Linked DNA regions of Triticum aestivum: region 1 is linked to region 2. A link is a contact called in public Hi-C data. All regions are on one chromosome and are shown on one strand. Each heading gives the region's core, a stretch centred on a gene start, on an enhancer-like site or on the middle of the called end of the contact. The rest is flanking DNA. Distances are from core to core; before and after follow the strand shown.

Region 1 (3,057 bases), core at 153-2,652, 490 kb before region 2:
TTCGCAGGGGCGTAGCCACGACGCCCGTCTTCCCCCACACAAAAGCCAATCGACGATCCGGGCTCCGCAGAGGTGAAGGCTATTATTTCTCTCCCGTTGAAGCATTTAGCTCTGGGGCTCACGACGATCGGATGAGCTTGCTGCCGGACATAGGAAAGACATGTCGTGGGAAATGAGATCCGCCGCGGCCGATGATAGACTAGGTTAGAATAGCATAGCCTAATCCGCTGTAGTTTAGTTGAAATATATCCGGAATATAAATGATTTCGTCCGCTGTAGTTTAGTTGAAATATATCCGAAATATAAATGATTTCGTCCAGTCTATATGAAAATCATCCTGTTTGCACGGATTATGTTCGGTTTATTGAAATCTGCCTTGAAATATACTCCTTCCGTCCGAAAATACTTGTCACAGAAATGAATGTATCTAAATGTATTTTTGTTATAGATACATTTATTTTCATTCATTTCTACTGACAAGTAATTTTTCGGAGAAAGGGAGTATGTGATTACGATGGAATGGTCGGCTCCCACGTCAATGTTCGCAAAATGCGTAGGTTCATCCCCACCGGTCAGACGGATGCAGTGTCCAGTTTAAAGTCCAACACTCTCATATCCTCTCAGGCCTCCTTTGGTTTAGAGAAATTGTGTAGGAATACCATAGGATAGGATTTTTATAGAAAAAAAAAATCCTTTAGAGCCCATAGAATTATATTTCTGTGGAGGAACTCTTCCTATCCTCCATATTTCATAGGAAAATAAAATATTAGCCTAGACCAAATAGAAAAAATTATATGATATGAATTAAATGACATCTCTTTTCTTATTTCTATTTATAGGATTTGAGATGCATGTCATCTCTGAGTTCTCATTCCCTGTTTTATTTCCCCCGAACCAAACAGTCTATAAAGACAATATTTTTTTATGGGAATAGCTTACCATCAACCGGCGGATTACAGCGGCTCCGTCCGCCACCTTCTGTGGATGACATGCGTCAAGTGAGGACCTATACCATCATTCATGCAATAGAGGCTATGCTTCTGAAATATATACGATATTGCAATGGTCTACTACGGGTTTATATTTTACAATAAAATCTCTCTTGCGAAAATTTTCTACAACCAAGACCTCAGTTGAATTATTATTTTTGCAACAAAACCTTGGTTACAAAAATGTTTTTGCAATAAAACAGTTGTTGCAAAAAAAATCTGCAACAATATCTGTGTTGCAGAAAGAATTCTGCAACAAGACCTATGTTGCAACGGTGGAGGCGAGCTGGGCTGGTCGATGCGGCAGATCTGACGGCCCGCGAAAGATCAGCCGGCGGACGCGTAGCGCGCTCTTTTTTTATTGACGAAATTAAGAAGAAACAGCCTTTGCTTTCTGGACGTTGGATCCTTCTCGGATGGTCCAGTTCTATAGCTACACTACCCTGTTCGTTTCGTCCTCCCTCAGCTCCACCCCTTTGCCTGGGCCGCATAAGCCTCCATCGTTCCCCGCCCTCCGCCGCCTCCAGTCAGCAGTCCCCCGCCTCCGACCAAGGCGCTCTCGCCGGCCGCCATCACCAGGCGAAGGGGCTCTCTTCTCCTCTACCAACTGGCGCGGCGCGAGGAACTAACCGTCAAGGCGTATTTCCTATTGGTGGTAAATAAGGGAGCCCTAGCTTTCCCAGGTTGTCGTTCGTCCCGTTTCTGGATTAGCTCCTTTCAATAGATTCGTTCAAATGTTCAATATCGTCGATCATTAGCTCATGTAGTTTAAAGTTTGTTAGTTCATTGTAGAAAGCCTTTTGGTAATTTTTGTTTCAATTTAATTTTAGTAATTTTTGTTCGTGTGAGTCGAGCTTGACCTTTGATATGCCTGTGTAAGTAAACCTGGGGTTAATTTTGGGGGGTGTTTTTTCGCCCTTTTTTGGCCCAGGGCGTCAGCTAATCCTGGCTACGCCGTTGCTAGTAGCAGTTGCTTCCATAAAGAAAAGAAATCGAATTCCCACACGAAACCCCGTGCCCGTAGTGATCCTTAGCAAATTGTGCAATTTCTTGTGAAGCTAACTTGGAGCGGTGGTCCTGATACTACCTGGGAAAGCAGTAGACGGCATGATCTGTTGTGCACTCCTCGTTATTCTTAGGCTATGTCCGCTTGATGTCTGTGATATCTCATGTTGAGCAATGGCGTGTCTGCTAGCATTTATTTTCGTTCCAGTTGGTTAGAGTTCAGGAGTTGAATAGGTGCTGATACTCTTGTCGGTGTGTTGTTTACATTCTCTGTGTGCAAAAATATAATCATGGTTTTGTTATTGCTGGTGGAAATGGAGAATTGCCCCTGTTCGAATAGAAAACAATGTCTTATGCCAGGTTCCTTTAATGTAGGTTGCAGTATTGGGTGACAGCTTCCTGTATCATCCGGTTGCTTCCCCGCGTGACAGCTACACTCCATTCTGCTCCGCTATCGGTCAGCTCCATTGAGAATCTAGATGTGCTTGTCTTCGCGAATGTTCGATGGGAAGACACGCTCCTTCTCCATTACCAGAAAGGCTTTCCCTGAAAGTAAATACGTCGTCCCTGTCCCAATCTCCCGCCTAGCCCACCGTCATCTCCCCCTTCTCCTATCCTATGCAACCGTCTCGGGTCTTTTGCTCAAGGTACCCTTGCTCCACTCTGTCCTTCGCTCACTCTCCACAGGTCCTGTCCCATCTCTCTCCCTCTCATTCCTCTCCCTACTCCACCGGTCTGGCTACATGCCCATCGATAACTACTCCCTTAGCGCTGCTCTTTCTACCGCCGCCCGCATGCCCTCCGTTGTTGTTGGTGCCCAGCTCCATACCCTTTCTGTGAAACTCGGCTTAAGTTCTGATACCTTTGTCCTTAATACTCTTATCAATATGTACTCGTCTTGTAGTTATCCATCTACTGCAAGATCAGTTCTTGATTCTGCTCCCAAAGGAGCCTCTGATACAGTTTCTTGGAATACAATCATTGCTGGATACGTACATGCTGGGCTGCCTAATAAGGCTTTGCAGGCTTTTAGCCAAATGGCCAAGGCGCAAGTTATGCTGGA
Region 2 (3,184 bases), core at 233-2,732:
TTTGTCTGAAAAAAGGCCTTTTTTTTAAGAAAAGGAGGTTAAACCCCCGGCCTCTGCATAAAAAATAATAATAATAAAAGGCCTTTAATAGCAACAAGCATCTATGAACAACAAATTCAGCTAACACCTGAGGAAACAAATAACGGTAGAGCGTCGTACTTCTAACCGTTTTTGAGTGAACATATAACGGCAGAGGTGAACGTCTGTTGTTTGGTTCAGGTGTAACTTGTCTTGGGAAAGTAATAAAAGTGGGTATACAGTATAAACTTATGTTCATTGGCAGATTAATTAATTGAAGACAACCATGCCATCAACCTTTAGTAGCCACTGCTGAACCAAGCTGACTATTGAGTATCTTGTACGAGGAGTGTGAAAGCTCCCAGGTCAGGTATTCCATTGAGGAGCAAGGAAGCAACTATGGCTGAAAGTTTTACTAGGCATGTAGAGAAAGACAGCATCCACATGAATACTTGAGTAACTTGACAAGACAAAATTCAACCAATAAACAAGGAGCGTACGTACACCAGCTTGCTTCGTGGTAATCTCCCCTGTGCCAATTCGATAATACAGAAGACAGTAGCTTTCACAGGTGACCTATATATATAGTGTTCAATAAGCATCAAGAGTGATTTGATTGTCCACATAGAGATCGTCACTAACAAGGGGAACTGGATATGGTCAGGCAACAGAAACTCTGAACCTTTCCAACCACTAACGCTATTCTATTTTCTTTTAAATAATATATTACTGATAAAAGAAGGGCGCCCCTGTAAAACTGAGAGGTGCATCGAGACCCAATTCTTGACTTGAACAAGAAGCATCTATCTCCACATAGAAAGGCTTGATTCTCTTGGCCACCAGTAACCCATGTATGTATGTATGTATGTATGTATGTATGTATGTATGAGTCGCAAACAACCAGCAATAAATATACTACTACAAGAAGAGAAAACAGGTTTCTTCCTCTCTTTTGTTTTGATGAATCACAAACATTTTCTTGAAAGGCGAATCGCAGTCATAATCGGGACTGGGCCAAGAGGATATCTAAAGACGAAAAGGTTTCTCTGCCAGTGGATTGATTGATTGATTCAGCAAATTAAAGATACCACAGAAATTGAGAAACCAGAGGATTCTTCGCCGCCGCTGCCCTGGCCGATGGGACGGGCCGTGAATGCGCAGGAACCAAAGGGAAGAAGGGAGCAGAGCTAGAAGCAGAGGGAGGGGAAGAGGGAGAGGACGGCGCGTACCAGGAGGGAGAGGGACGGAAGAGGACCGAGGAGCGAACAGGAGGAGGCGGCTGCGCTGTGGGAGTCTGCACAGTTGGGGTGGTGGACGACGGGACTTATAGGGTGCGGGGCGAGGCCACGTGGCGTCGGGCGCTTACGGCAGCGCTTGCGTCGCTGCGTATGGTGATGATTTTTTTCTTGTTTGAGGGAATGGGGATGAAGTTACGCACGCGGGCGAGCCGGTTCACACTTTCTTCTTTCTTTCTAGAAGCTGTGACCATGCTGGACGGATAGTGTTTGGATTCTTTTTTGCAAATCTATTGTTTCTTACAGTACTATTTTGAGTAAATACAGTCGTGCTAAATTTGCATTTTAGTACTAGTACCAAAAAAGGAAATTCCTTCTAGAAACGGCAGACCACGATAGCAAATACTCACCGCCAGCGTTGAGGTGAGGTATGGAGAAAATAGACTGGGTATCGTATCGCTACCGGAGCTGGAGTACGTACACCGTACATGTATCTCCGTCCTAATTTATTGGTTCTTTTTGTATTTTGTGTTAATGATGCGAAGCATCCTACGATCATCCCCATATACTCCCTCCGTTCGAAACTACTTGTCGCAGAAATGGATGTATCTAGACGTATTTTTGTTCTAGATACATCCATTTTCGAGACAAATAATTCCGAACGGAGGGAGTACAATACGACTATTCCCCAAGCCCCAAGTGGACATACGACGAGTCCTCAAGCATACGCCATTGGACACAAGGTAAACCCGTTCCTAAATGTTTCCCCTTTCCATTCGTGCGAGACATGGTTGCTACCTCATACAAAGACACTACTTGTGCTTAGGTACCCAGAAGACCCTCTCGGAGATGTTCGGGGTCATGGACAAGTCCCCAAGCACAAGGATGAAGGAGCACGACGAGAGGAACCGGAGAAAGGCTACATGACCCGGATATCCGGCCCTGGCCCGGACATCCGGCCCCTGAAGATGTCAAGAACAGCAGCAGCCCAGCAACCGAAGTGCTACGGGGCCCGGACATCCGGCCCCTAGGCCCCAGACATCCGGCCCGACGTGAGCCGCCGGACATCCGGCCCCAGCCCGGAAATCTCGCATCCTTCACAGAACGCATCCACGCCAGCCCGGACATCCGGCCCGTCATGAAGCCCCGGACATCCGGCCCGACGCCCGGACATCCGCCCCCTGCCTGCATGCAGTGTATCTCGGCCGAGGCCCATGTACCCCTTCGCCCCTTAGACTATATATACTCCCCCTCCACCTACGTTTTAGGGTTAGCGTTGTGATAGCTCATTTGTGAGATAGAGCCTTGCTCATCCATACGGATCTACTCCTTGAGAGAGACCGCGGCCCCTCCACGGAGAAGATCCCCCTTGGATTCAAGACCCCCTCTTGGGTGGCCCCATCAAGACCTCCTCACGGAGAAGAACCGGTTACCCTTTGTATCGTCCTTTGTTGATCGTGGATCTTGTATCTCCTCTCGCGTTTCGAGGATCTAGCACATGTGTGACCGTATCTTGTTGGTTTGAGTGATTTTCTTGTGTTTTCCCTCATGTTTCCCCTCGTGTTCTTCGTGTTCTTAGTTGGGATTCACTCCTTTTGTGAAAGATCGGCCGTATAGGGTTCCACCCTACATCATCTTGGTATCATGAGCCACGTTGATCACGATTTCAGAGCCTCCCCTCTTCTTTTTCTAGCCTAGTTTTGTTGTGTCCTTCCCCAATTTCGAAAATCCCCACCAAAAATAGCCGCCCAATTTTTTTTGTGATTTGTTGGTGTGATGAAGTTTTGTTGGATTTAATCCATGGATTTGCTTTGTTACGAGTGGATCTAGCTTTCCCCCAATTTTTCCCACTTTCCATCCACAAAATCTCTCCAATTTTGCCCCCGAAATCATCAATTTCCGCCCCCAAAATCGAGTTCCTCGAGTTCATC

The links. A called contact is a pair of places that touch in the nucleus more often than the background predicts.
Region 1: a Hi-C map of leaf shows a contact between it and region 2, with 5 times the contacts expected there. The contact joins the promoter of LOC123165436 here to the promoter of LOC123165292 in region 2. A contact is called at or near these places in 2 of 5 Hi-C or Micro-C datasets (both in leaf).

Annotation. Positions count from the first base shown.
Region 1 is chr7D:249,290,058-249,293,114 of IWGSC CS RefSeq v2.1, reverse strand. It overlaps LOC123165436 (DNA polymerase zeta processivity subunit), which reads left to right and starts at 1,402. Exons shown (of 6, transcript XM_044583074.1): 1 at 1,402-1,672.
Region 2 is chr7D:248,802,236-248,805,419 of IWGSC CS RefSeq v2.1, reverse strand. LOC123165292 reads right to left here and starts at 1,482. Exons shown (of 5, transcript XM_044582919.1): 1 at 1,248-1,482.